2 separate regions of the Rattus norvegicus genome follow, and region 2 is linked to region 1. Evidence: chromatin contacts called from public Hi-C data. All regions are on one chromosome and are shown on one strand. Each heading gives the region's core, a stretch centred on a gene start, on an enhancer-like site or on the middle of the called end of the contact. The rest is flanking DNA. Distances are from core to core; before and after follow the strand shown.

Region 1 (6,067 bases), core at 3,042-5,541:
GTTCAAAGATTTTTTTTCTCTTTCTTTTCTCCATTCTCTTCTTCTAGGCAGCTGCTGAGACTTACAGTTTGCCTGCCCTAAGATCTAAAATAAAATAAAAAAAATAATGATTATCTCCACAAAACATAAATAAGTGAGGAAATATATATGCTAATTAGCTTGATTTGTCGATCCCACAATGAATACAAATCTGAAAACATTGAGCTAACATTCTATTTGCTACAGATAGGTATAATTTGTGTTGACTAACAACCAACCAATACATGGAAACCACGGAATGATGCTACTCCCGGTCTCTCCCTTCTGATCCCCACTCAGCTTCCCAGAGCCACTCCATCTGCACTGCCGGGGTGCTCTGATGTCGGAGACCATCCCAGGAGTCAGCAGAGACACTACAGGGACAAAGCCCCTCTCTGGCTTGCCACCTTCTGGAGCCAAGATGAAGGACCAGCTGCAGCCATGTTCCTTAGCTCATCTCTCTTAAACAGTTAAACAAACGAACAAAGCTTTCAATAGCCATGTCCTACTCAGTTAATGACCCGTTTGTGTTGTTGTTTGTTTATGCTAGATGCAGCCACTCTCTGTCCCCTGCCCCAATGAACATCTGCACTAGGCCCAAGCCTTGGAGTGATTTACTGAAGAGTAACGCCAATTATCTGGAAACTACTGTAAGTACATTATGCCCCTAGTGAACTAGTTTACTTTGTTTAATAGGTGGTGGTGGTGGTGGTGGTGGTGGTGGTGGCGGCGGCGGCGGCAGGGGTGGTAATGGTGGTGGTGAACCACACAGTTGTAAAAGCAGGTAAAATTTCACACAGCTTCATCTCTCAGGTTCAGCAAGAGCGACCAGTCCTAACACCCGCAGTAGTGTTCAGCTACCAGCACTCACGGCATGCATACCTGGCTAGTGTCCTCCCCGCCCATCTGTTGTGGTTATGTCGTTCTGGATCTCTGTACACCCGGCAGGAATAGAGCTGTTCTGCTTGGTCCTGTGTGCTACTCCCCAAGATGGGTGCGGCTCTTCTCCCTGTGTACTTAGCTCATTGTTTACTGGTCTGTAGAATCTCATGTCATCCTGGTCAAGTCTGTGAGCCAGCTCAGTTTGCCCTCATGAACTCTGGAATACATACATACCAGACTGTTGTCTCCCTGCAAGTGCAACAGCCAACCAAGGCTTGCCTTTGGGACTCTGGGTCCCTTCCACCATATTTCCAGCCAATCCTACCAGCTCTGTTCTCCCTCTGCGGTGCATGGCTCTGTGCAGCTGCTTGGGTTCCTTGTACACTGGGTATTTCTATATAAATATAGCTCTCACAAGAAAGTGTACAGAAATAATGAAAAATTATTAACTAATTATATTTAAACTAACAGATGAATATATGCTTTTTTTACACTAAGAAAGTCCAAAAGTTTGAATTGTTTAGACGCTATGCATGTAAAATAATTATACATGGACTCTCACTTTAATTGTACTTAGAGTTTTTCTGGATAGTATGAGACAGGTAATGGGATGACTTTTTACTGAAGTCTCTGTTACTAGAAAACACTAAACCTGGGAGGCTAATAATCTTCTTAGGTGCCAGGTAGGACTGTCACATTCATATTACGTATGTCTTTAGCTTTTAGCATGCCTCAAAACCAAAGAAATGAAGCTGGACTTGTGTTTTTCGTCTTTTCCCCTGTAAAGCGTTTGGTCTCGTGCATGGTGTTGGTGGTAGCTAGTATGCAGCTGATGGCCAGGCCAAGGTGGGGAGTGAAGGGCGTTGAGGACTGGGGACTGATGGCATGAGAGGAGACCTACACTGTTTCTTCAGTGTGTAAGCATACAGGGGACTTGCTTGTATAGTTTATCCTCACGCTGAAGTGCAAGAAGTGCATACTTCTCACGTCTGAATAGTGTCTCATGTCTGACTTCTCTTTCAACATAGAGTAAAGCCTGGGCCAGTAGAGCAGCCATGCTCGGGTGTAGCATGATACCAAGGTGGCTATATTCTTTGCAGCTCCTACATTCTTGTGCTGCAGAGAACTCTGACCTAAGAATTGGGGTCTTTCTTGGAAATTGCAAGGAAGTCTACAGTCACCTGTTTAGTCACAGAAAAATATTTCATCTTCTCCTGAGCTCCAGAGATGGGGTGGACTGAGTTACAAACCCAATAGTCTGTGCTGTTCAGTAACTGCTTCCTTACACAAACAAAAGAAATAATCCCTAAGGTGGGAAAAATATAAAAATGTGAACTTTGAACCAGTGTGCCCCTTCCTGGGACGGCTGGCTCTCCGTGCCTGTTCTCACTGTTTGAAAGGTAATGGTGAAGCAGTGCTGGATTTGAACACATTACCTGCGCACGTGTTCAGGCCTGCCTACTGACTCACTGTTGTGATAATTAAATGAGATGGTGTATATATAGGGTCTGGCACAGCAGAGCTGAGTATGTCTACTCAATTCACTAAGATTTACTGAGCGTTCAGTGGGTGTCGCTATTCTGGGCACTGCATTATGTAGCAAGGAACACAAACAGAGCCCCACTTATTCAGTTTCCCTGCTCTATAAATGGCAAACAGACAAAATAGATTCATGGAAGCTAACAGGACTGATGTGATTGTATTTTGCTTTTTCCTTCCAGAAAGTATTGAGGACCAGGGTAAAGGAAATGCTAATGTAGAGGGGAAGCAGTAGATGCCAACCCATCTCCCATTCCCTGTCCTAAAGCATGATCCAGTGGCCTCTCAGGACTCCAGTGCCTGGGCTCACATGTTCTCAAGCTTCCCTTAGAATCGGGCCAAAGAAGACTTCCTTCCGGGACAAGCAAGCAGTCAGACTATAAGGCCCCACCCCAGGGCCATGCTGACTCCTTCACAGAAGGTGCCTGCCCTTGCCTTCCAGTTTAACTGACTCAGGAATGAGATCCACAACTCTCTGTTGTTTTGTCTCTAGAGCTTCACCATGCCTAGAGTGTCCGTTAGTCTCACCTGACCTCGGGACACGGACCCTTCATTCAACTCCCTTCAGTTAAAACTTTCACATGGGCCATTATTTCCTGCCAGCATACTGACAGTGGTGAGGCAGGAAAGACACTGAAAAAAAGATTGTAAATCAGCCCTGCCAAGAAGAAGGGGGGAAAAGATTGAGGTAATAAAATGCTTTAATCATGAAAACATTTTAAATTAATGTGAGAATACTAGGCCAAGTCATGGAAGGATAAATTGTAAGAAGGCGTGATAAGCAAGAGTCCTTTAGGTTGGTGTCCGTGAATAGGCCACAGTGTTCAAGCTGATGGGCTACTGCAGCTTGCTTGACCCTCAACGCTGAGGACCTCTCAACACAGCCACAGCAATGACGTGCGTGAGCAGAAGGGGGCGATAACATTCCTTCTCCATCCACAATAGTTAGCCCTGAGCCAGACATTCAAAACGCTGCTACGATGAAGAAGCCTTACTCACAGCTAACGTGAACACCACAGAACTAGTATTTTTCCAAATGCTCCACTATTGAGCACTTGGTTCTGGACCAGCACTGTGCTAAGCACAACCTGCCTCATCTCCTTTATTCTTACCCACAGCCCATAGCTGGAAGAGGCATCACTGTTCCCATTTTATAGATGGGGAAGATAAAGGCTCAGAGATGCAGAATACCCTGTCTTGGGCACATGGCTACTAGCTAGTGGAGCTCACTTTTCCTAAATTCCACTCTCCAGGTAGGAGTGTTGGTAGCATTTACTTCATCCCCTCTGCCATCGCCAGGCACTGTACAGTTAAGGAGCAGAGTACATAGGGAAATGGTTACGACTCCAAAAAGGCATCACGATCTAAATTATCTTGATCCAGCGACTGCGTAATTATTTATCAAAGGGAGGTTCTGACTAATTCTTTCCTATCCAAGCAGGCTGATAAGCAGAAAGCTTGTTAATGTGCAGACGAGGGTGGGAGCCCAGTGGAAGGAGAGAGGGAGAAAGATGGGAGAGAGCACTCGCCTCTCAACAGACCCTGGAGACTGATAAGAGCTCACATGGATAAAATATTTATTTTTCCATATGTTGCAGAAAGCAGTGCTGCCACTGTGTGTGTGCAGTGTGTGCGAAGGAGTGTGAACTGTATACATCCAACACCACCGATCTGCCTAATTTCCATGCATTTAACAGGCTTAATACCTAACAGCGCGTCCATATGTTTTAATGCATATTTCTCTGCACAAACAATATGGTCTAGTTCGGGAAGAGCCAACATCCTCCACAGCCTCACTCACTGCTATGTTTCAGCCCTAAACTTACTGCCGGGGCCAGCACAGGGAGAGTTAAAAGCCAGAAGGTTCTGCTGGCTAGCACAGCTGCCCTTCACCTTAAACGCCTTCCTATTTCTTAAAGCAGCCTTTTTCTCATAACAAAAATGTTCACAGTGGGGAGATGAAAATGTTTTTGTTCTCTTTGGACAATTGGGACATGTTCAGTCAGAATGTCAGAACTGACCGTTGAAAGGCGGGTGCCTGCGGCCACACTTTTTTCTCTCTTTCTTTCTTTCTTTCTTTCTTTTTTTTTTTTTTTTTGAATGCAGAGCTGCACCAGAGTGGCGGGAGGAAGTGCACAATGATTGGCCTGTTTTTCTGTGGAAGTGTTCAGGGTACACCCAGCTTTGCTTTGCATATATTTACGAAACATCTGCCCTTTTCTTGTTCTGAAGTCTCTCTCCCTCACAGCCCCATTTCCCCTCTCCCCCGGGTTTTTCTTTGTTGTTGTTGGCTTCTCTGACTTCTTCGAAGTTTTCATTTTCCGGTCGAGGGGCGACCTCATCAGAGTGTATAATTTTGAGAGAGAGGGAGAGAGGAAGAGGGAGAGAGAGAGGGGAGAGAGAGAGAAGAGAGAGAGAGAGAGAGAGAGAGAGAGAGAGAGAGAGAGAGAGAGAGAGAGAGAGAGAGCGAGCGAGCGCACAGCAGTCAGGGAGAGAACAAACTTGAAAGAGACTGCGAGGCCAGAGAGAGCTTGGCAAACCAACCTTTGGCATGGTGACCAGGAGGAAGGTTCTGGTAGGAGTTTAGGCTCTGAAATGCTGCCTGGAGTCAGCCAGTGTACTGCTGCCCTCTACAGGAACCAGGGGATAGTGCAAGCTACTCAGGCTAGTACAGACTTGTCCTCAGATGTGCCATGTTTGTACAATCCTTTTTGTGCAACCAGAGAAGGCATTTTCGGTTAATTACAAGAGAGTTTGCTCTTTCCTCCTGATAAACCACAAACTGAAAAAAATGGGTCATAGAACAGCACCTGTGCATGTCAGACAGTCTGCCGCTTTGTGTTAATATTTCTTGGCTTCAGAGAAAGGAATCCCAAAGAATTATGAAAGAGGTTGGGATAGGAGAGGAAATGCTACAACGGACAGTGTGCAGTGCTCTCGGCTGTTGGAAAACGGCCATGGTAAAAGGAGAAATGAAGTGATAGGAAGCAAGAAGGGGAAGGAGCCAGGTAGGTTGGTTTTGAATATGTTCTACTCACAGAGGTGGCTACAGTGCTCCTGTGCCGTGGACAGCCTCCAAAGGTGGGACGCCAAATATCAGGCAAGGGTCAAAATCTAATACAGGACAAGAAGTAAGGGCATAAACAGTGCAATTTCTCTAGGGTTAGAACCACTGGGTGGCTTTGCAGTGCGCCGGTGTAGGAGTGTACCCTTAATTCTCTGAACCACATTTCAAAAGCTAGCTGAGGCTTTGTCTGTAAGTATTAGGGACCATTTTCTTTTCTGCCACATGATAATGGCCATTGGTGTTTTGTCCCTATATTTAGGTGAATTACCAGGACCAGCCACTCTTATTAAATACTCTTCATGTAATCAATGACAAAGTAACCAATCCAGGTTGATTCTACTGCTGCATAAAACGAGGAAGTTTAATTGAGATTCAGACTGGGACTGGTCTCCAGGTATACTTAAATTTCAGCTATGTTTCATTCCATCAGGAAACAGCTCTTAAATGGCTGCTGTGTATACGTTGCCCTGATTCACAATATAGAACAGACAGTAACTCCGGGAGGACAGGACCCAGATTGCTCAGCTTCTGTGGTCCATCACAGCCATGTAATATCTGGAG
Region 2 (6,189 bases), core at 3,574-6,073, 110 kb before region 1:
CGCATTCCTCCAGGACACGGCCTGGTATGCCACAGACAGGACATTTCAGGGAGGTCTCGGGTATTAGCCCTGAAAATACACACAGATTCTTTTTCTCTTTTCTGTTCTCAGTATATTCTTGTTTGTGTTACTGAGCTAGAAGAAATGCAAGGCCAAGAGGAGCATCTGTTTTGTTTCTTTTAAAACATCCAAGAAAAAAGTTAATGGGGAAATGGATATATGTACAAAGAACAGTTTAAGTTATTTATACACAAAGAAAACCAGCCCTTCAGGAAAACTGCCATGTGTGAGTTTGGGTGCCTCTGGGTACCCCATAGAGCTGGGTTGACACAGATGCAAACTAGGCACACCTTTCCCTACCTGACGTCTGACATCACAGCACTTACTCAGAGCCGGGACTTCTGTCCCATTGCGGTAACCTCTCCATGGACATTTTTAAAAGGAATTATAAAGTGTGGATAATGATCTAAGTACATTATATACATCATAGATGAATTATAACAGAGCCCATTATTTTATATTATAATATATACTAATAGCAATGAATGGAGAAATTATTATAAAGGTCCAAGCAGGGGACCTTAAAATAACTAGTATCTCTAGTCATACATCTTTATCAACTTAGACCTTTTTTCATTTTACATTTTTAACACTTTCTTTACTCCTGGCTTCAGCTTATGTTTGGCTTAAACTTTCTGAAGATAATATAAAGAGAATTTTCTTTACTCATCCCCCAACTCCCAATCCATGGATAATCAACCCAGAGGAGTCATACATGTGGACTTCTTTGGAACCAGACACTCCTTGAAACTTGTTTTGAGCTTTCTGGGGAAAAGAATTCTCCTAGGAACCAGAATCATCTCTAAATGTTGAAAACCACTGCCCCAGAACATTATGTAAATTTAAATTAGGTGAACTAGCCTTTTCAGTTACAATTAAATTACAATTAGGGCCTTGGAGATTGACACTTTTGGCATCGCAAAGCAAAGATTAGGCATGGCCACACATTACTCCTCCCGCTTCTCACTTGGTGTGAGCGCCCACCGCTGGGTTTTAATGTCCTGAATTATTTGGCCTTTACAGTTTTATATCCTTTGCCACATATTTGTGTATTGAACCTGGAATATTCCACGCAAATGTTTTAAATCCCGTGCAAAACTATTCTACTTAATTCTTTGCATTTCGTATAAAAAACAACTTACAGACATATAAGGTGACTATTACTTGGGTGGAAAGGGCACGTATCAATACATAACATTTTCAACTGAGCAAAAGTAAATCTATGTAGATGAATACATCTTGTAAAATCACATAGCAGACTGAAATTCAATCAAGAAGGAGGGAACCTTTTGACAGTTATGAACATTTATGAATTTTACATGAAGTATGAAATTAAATTTTTAACATTAGTATTAAATTTGGGGTCATTTTTTTGTCTTCCATTAATATATGAGGACAAACTTATATCCCCCAAACTCCCAATTTAACTTTGTTTTGTCTTAAACTGTAACATACACTGTCATTTTTCTGTCTTAGATTCTTGTCATTGGTAGTTTGTGCATCATTTTACATCAGGGAAGATAGATTATTAGTCTTCACATATGTTGGTCAGTCTGATAACTTTCTAATTTTGTGAGTAAATGCTCCTTGGAGTTCAAATAGAAAATTTACCTCCTCAGATATAATGACATAGACACCTGATATGGTTTTCAAAGATCATAATCTATTTTTGAGTCTTATTTGATCTGTAGCAGGCAATAGATAAGTGGTAATTGAGCATATTTTATAGAAAAGTCACGAGGCATATGACCCTTTACTTTCTTGAGAGATAAACCATGTGTGAAAAATGGGGGAGGGGAAAGAATATTGAAAGAAGAGGGAGAGGGGAGGAGATAAAATGACGAAAATATGCACAGTGTGGTGGTTTGGTGTCTTGGTGTGTAGAGAAAACATGAATATATAAAACTATAGTCTTTGAAGACTAGCCTATCAATTGTGCAGAAAAAATAAGTTACTGCACAAGAGATCCCAGGTATGTCTTACACTGCTGGATACTGTGATCCAGTCTGCAGATTTCCTTTGGAACTCTTCCTGTCCCAGGGTGACCATCACAATTCACAGCTGCAGGCCCAGGCACGTTTCATACTGACCACACAGGGAAAACATTTCTTTAGAGTGGTCTCTTCCATGGCTCACTTGTCCAGAAAACCTTCTAGAGAATGAGGCCTCCTGAATTTAGTTTTCTGCTTTGGCATTTTTCAGTGTGATCGGGTCCTTCGTCTTGATACTTTTGGAGGCTTTACATGAAGTGGTATAGCTGGTGTTATCTGTGAGACTGGTGGAAGGAGTTTTGTTACCTTAATTTCTTCCTGTAAAAGAGTTACCTATCAAAGCTATGGTGCATCCCAGTAGTAACCGATTATTTGTTTTGTTGTTTAAGGGTTGTAAAGGATAACTATTCGACTTTTAAAAACATAGAATGTCAAGCTATCACGGTCAACTTCCCCAAACCTGAGAGTGTCATCATTAGAGCCACGTTTGGGTGCATACGTTTTTGTTCTGTTCACCCTATCACAATATCGCCATCAAAAATAGAGCTCTCTGCAATACAGGAATGTTCTGTGTGCTGTTCATTAAGGTCGTCACAAGCTGCACATGGCCACTGCACACATGGAATGTAGCTGGTGTAACTGAAGATCCGAATATGAAGCTTTTTATTAAAGCTAAGGAATGTACAGAGACAAGTATAGCTAGTAACTGCTTTAGTGCGCAGGACCAGCCCTCTCGAGAGGCTGTCTAATAGAGGTCAGGTGACATCAGGAAAGGTCTTGGTCCTTTTTGTACAGGGTTATACTGGCCTCAGTCATAGCAAGGCTGCAGCTCTTGAAAATTGCTGAAGTGAACATTAATGATTTTGTGGCTACAGGTGACAAAGTGTGAGTGCAATGAGTTCTATCAGTATCTCAAAGTTCTGTGTTCCCTGCTGCATTAGATTTTATATTTAATTCTTTGTCTTTTCTTTCATTTTCAGTTCCTTGACCACCAGTCTGTTGCCTGTTTCTGCTCTTCATGTGAGTAAAAGTGGCTTCTTTACCTTTAAGAAAACAAGTGTTAAATTTGTGCAAATGCTGGGTTTTGGTGTCATGTTTCCTAGTTGACTTCACTGTGGTGTCCAGCATCCATGGTTAGTGCTTTTCCTGCTTGGAGCCAAGTCGGGTGGTAAACTGGTAATCTGCCCTCTGTGAGGGAGCGGCAGCCCAGCCATTGTCCTCTGAAAAGCCTGCCCTTTCCCTCCTGCAGCTGCTATTTGCAGAAGTCCTGCTCTTCTGAACTGAAGCTTACAGTCCACAGTCAGATCTCAGCAACAGTTGGGCTTTGCTCCTCTGTCAATCAATCCGCAATTATTTATTCTGCAGTTATTCACTCGTCCCTAGGTCCAACCATTTTTAATTTTAACTTCTAGATCAGAGCTTTCATTTATTGACAAAATTTATAATATCCTTTTACCAAGAAGTACAAGCCTGAAAAGTAAATAGGCTAAAAAATTTGTGTAAAATTATAAAGTCTAGGAAGAAAAATAAAAGAAATCCAGGATTCATATGTGCCTGCAAGTTTATAGAATGTACCATTTATTTTCAGAAAAAAACTGGAAATTTTTTAGGGGAATAAAAATAAGAAATGGGGAAAATGATTTAAAATGAAAAAGAGAACATTTATTATTTAAAGACCAAACCAGGCTGCACTGAGCAGATTTGGATAAATATTACTTTGGACTGCTTATAAGAGATTCTGGGGTAATGAAATCAAATAATCAAGTCACTACCAGAAGGCAGCACCTAAGAAATCCTACAGAGACAGGCAGTCAGTTCATATCCTAAGTAACCATGGGGATCCTGGTAGTTGCATCTTCCTTTGTCCCTTATTCACTTTGTCACCAACCAACCTCTTCAAGTCTTTTCTTCCTCTGTGATTCCTGTGTTGCACTGGTTTGTACGGACAGGGGCAGGAGCGGGGCGACCCACACGTGCGTGGCTTTCACTTTCATTCCTAGAAGCCTGCAGCAAATTTAAGAAAGCAGAATGCAGAGGAAGATGCTAAGGCTAAAGTTGAATGTGACATTTTATCTGGCATAGAAAGGAGATTGATTAGACTCCACAAAGACTGGTGCTGTGTTATACAACAGGGCTCCGTCCTACCTGGCCTTAAGCCTTCTCATTCCCTATTCATTCTCCGTGTTGGTATAGTGGGTCAGCTAATGCTTGGGAGGATGTCAGTGTGCATGCTCATGGTTACCACTGTGTGCCTTCCTATCCTTCCCCTTCGTTACCTAGCACTGCATATTTCTAGTGCTCTGACTGGCAAATCATTTTGTAACAGCTCTTTTGTGTAAAAACAGTTCACATAATAGCTCAGTGTTAGACAAGGCATTAATCCTCACATCACCAAGATGAGTCAGCACGAGGCGATGTACTTCTGCCCGCCTAGCTCAGCTATTATGACGTCAGTGCTTTAGGGCAAGCATCAGGCACAAACTGTATAGGAGACCTATGTTACCTAGTAGAAATCAAGTTGGGAGGCCTCTAATTGAAAGGCTGTGTCGGCCTCGTAAGAAAATGTGAAGCTAATTCTGTGCTACATCAGCAGAGCAGTTTCTGGAGAATTTTTTTTTTTAAAGCAGAGTAAGGCTGGGAAAAAGAAAAACCTGTAACAAGCTAGTAGTCCCTTCATGTACTCATGACCTTGTCCCACCCCCAGTCAGGCTGTATGCTTGCTTACTTGACTTGTTAGAAATCCTCGAGTTGCCTTTATGCCAGCAGGATAACAGGGCCAGTAACAGTCCTGTGTCCTCAAGTGCCCCCACAGACACAGCTGATGGCTCCAGGGGTGGTACTCTAGAGGCCGATCAGAAGCAAAGGAAAAGTTCCTTGGGAACAAACCAGAACATTATCCCCCCCAGTGCCTCTCATTCCCGAGTGCCTCCTCAATGACCTCCTCTGGACAGGTGCAGAACTCAGCCTGTTTGACCTTCTGTCCTTGGCACTGCATCCAGTGTCCGAATCTGGAATTGACCCAGATTTAAATAGGAGTTGAATAGCTGCCACGATTTCCTGCAAGAGTTTTCTGTCCCATTATTCTTCAGCAGAAACAGAAAGGAAAACTCCACAACCTACTATGCTGCCTCAAAGCAGATGACACAGATAGCCCTGTTTGGGAAGCCCAGTTTGTGTCAGCGAGGCTTCTCTGAAAATCAGACCCAGATATGAAGTTCTCTTGACAGTCCTTTACAATATTAAAAGTTAATCATCAGCGGGGTGATAATGTGATACTGACATTCTCTGTCATTCTCTGTCAAAAAAAAAATACTGCGTCACAGCCTCCATGCCTCCCCGCCCCAGCTCACTCTCGCCCAAGCCGGTCACCAACCCCTGTGATGACTACCGCAAAATGCCTTAGTGCTGGAATTTTCCACCTTCATTAGATTTCTAGTGGTCTCCTCCCATGCTTCTAAGAGCCACTACTACTGCTTGGCTTGGTTTTGATTAATTATGCACACTTCTTTATTTAGTTTTCAGTCAACAAACGTTTATAGAAAGCCTGTAACAGAGCTTGGTTCTGGGAACTCCAAGATAAATGAGAAATGCCACCTTTCATTAAGACTGGCACAGTCTGGGGTTGAGGGGACAGCTCATGCTAGAGTACTTGTAGTAGAGCTCAGTGAAGTGGAGCAGGAGTGCAGGCCTGGGCTTGCCGCATAGCAATACAAAAAGAGAAAGAAGAAAGCCCTCAGTGTTCTAGGGAAGATGACCATGTGGGTAAAGGCTGTTTGTGAAAGGCACTGGAATGCAGGTATCTTCAAGTGCCTACCCATACAGAAGGTTCAAGCTGACTCACGAACTGAAAATAGTTACTAGGGGTTTACCAAGTGGGCACAGGAGGAGAGAAAGAAAAGGGTTCGTTGTCAGAGAAGACAAGAGCATTTAAAGGTGAGGTGGCATCAAGTAACAGCCAGATCTAGCTACTGAGTTCTCTGGTGTGCTACAGTGTGCTAGACGGGAGTCAAGTGAAGGGGCCTCTGATGCCAGGCAAAGGAGTTTAGAATTGATCTTGCACCCCTGCAGATATTTTAAAGAAACCTAAGGAAACTGCACGAGGCCTGAACTGTGCAGTGGGTGGAGACGAGAGGTCATT

What was found. Hi-C and Micro-C count contacts between places; a contact is called where the count stands out from the background.
Region 2: a contact with region 1 is called in a Hi-C map of liver, with 4 times the contacts expected there. The contact joins two enhancer-like sites. A contact is called at or near these places in 7 of 12 Hi-C or Micro-C datasets (the Rat2 cell line, kidney, liver and 2 more) and 1 of 1 datasets of contacts at active chromatin or transcription factors (oligodendrocytes).

The regions. Positions count from the first base shown.
Region 1 is chr11:70,626,030-70,632,096 of GRCr8, reverse strand. Zbtb20 (zinc finger and BTB domain containing 20) reads left to right here. Exons shown (of 11, transcript NM_001105880.2): 7 at 569-668. Among named protein-coding and RNA genes, the nearest start is that of Mir568, 69 kb to the right of the region's middle. Within about 2 kb of position 4,291, at least 52 of the 93 cell types and tissues checked have an H3K27ac peak or open chromatin away from gene starts, as enhancers often do. A contact at or near this core is called in liver, where this site is marked.
Region 2 is chr11:70,733,080-70,739,268 of GRCr8, reverse strand. Zbtb20 (zinc finger and BTB domain containing 20) reads left to right here. Exons shown (of 11, transcript NM_001105880.2): 6 at 3,032-3,071. Among named protein-coding and RNA genes, the nearest start is that of Mir568, 180 kb to the right of the region's middle. Within about 2 kb of position 4,823, at least 67 of the 93 cell types and tissues checked have an H3K27ac peak or open chromatin away from gene starts, as enhancers often do. A contact at or near this core is called in liver, where this site is marked.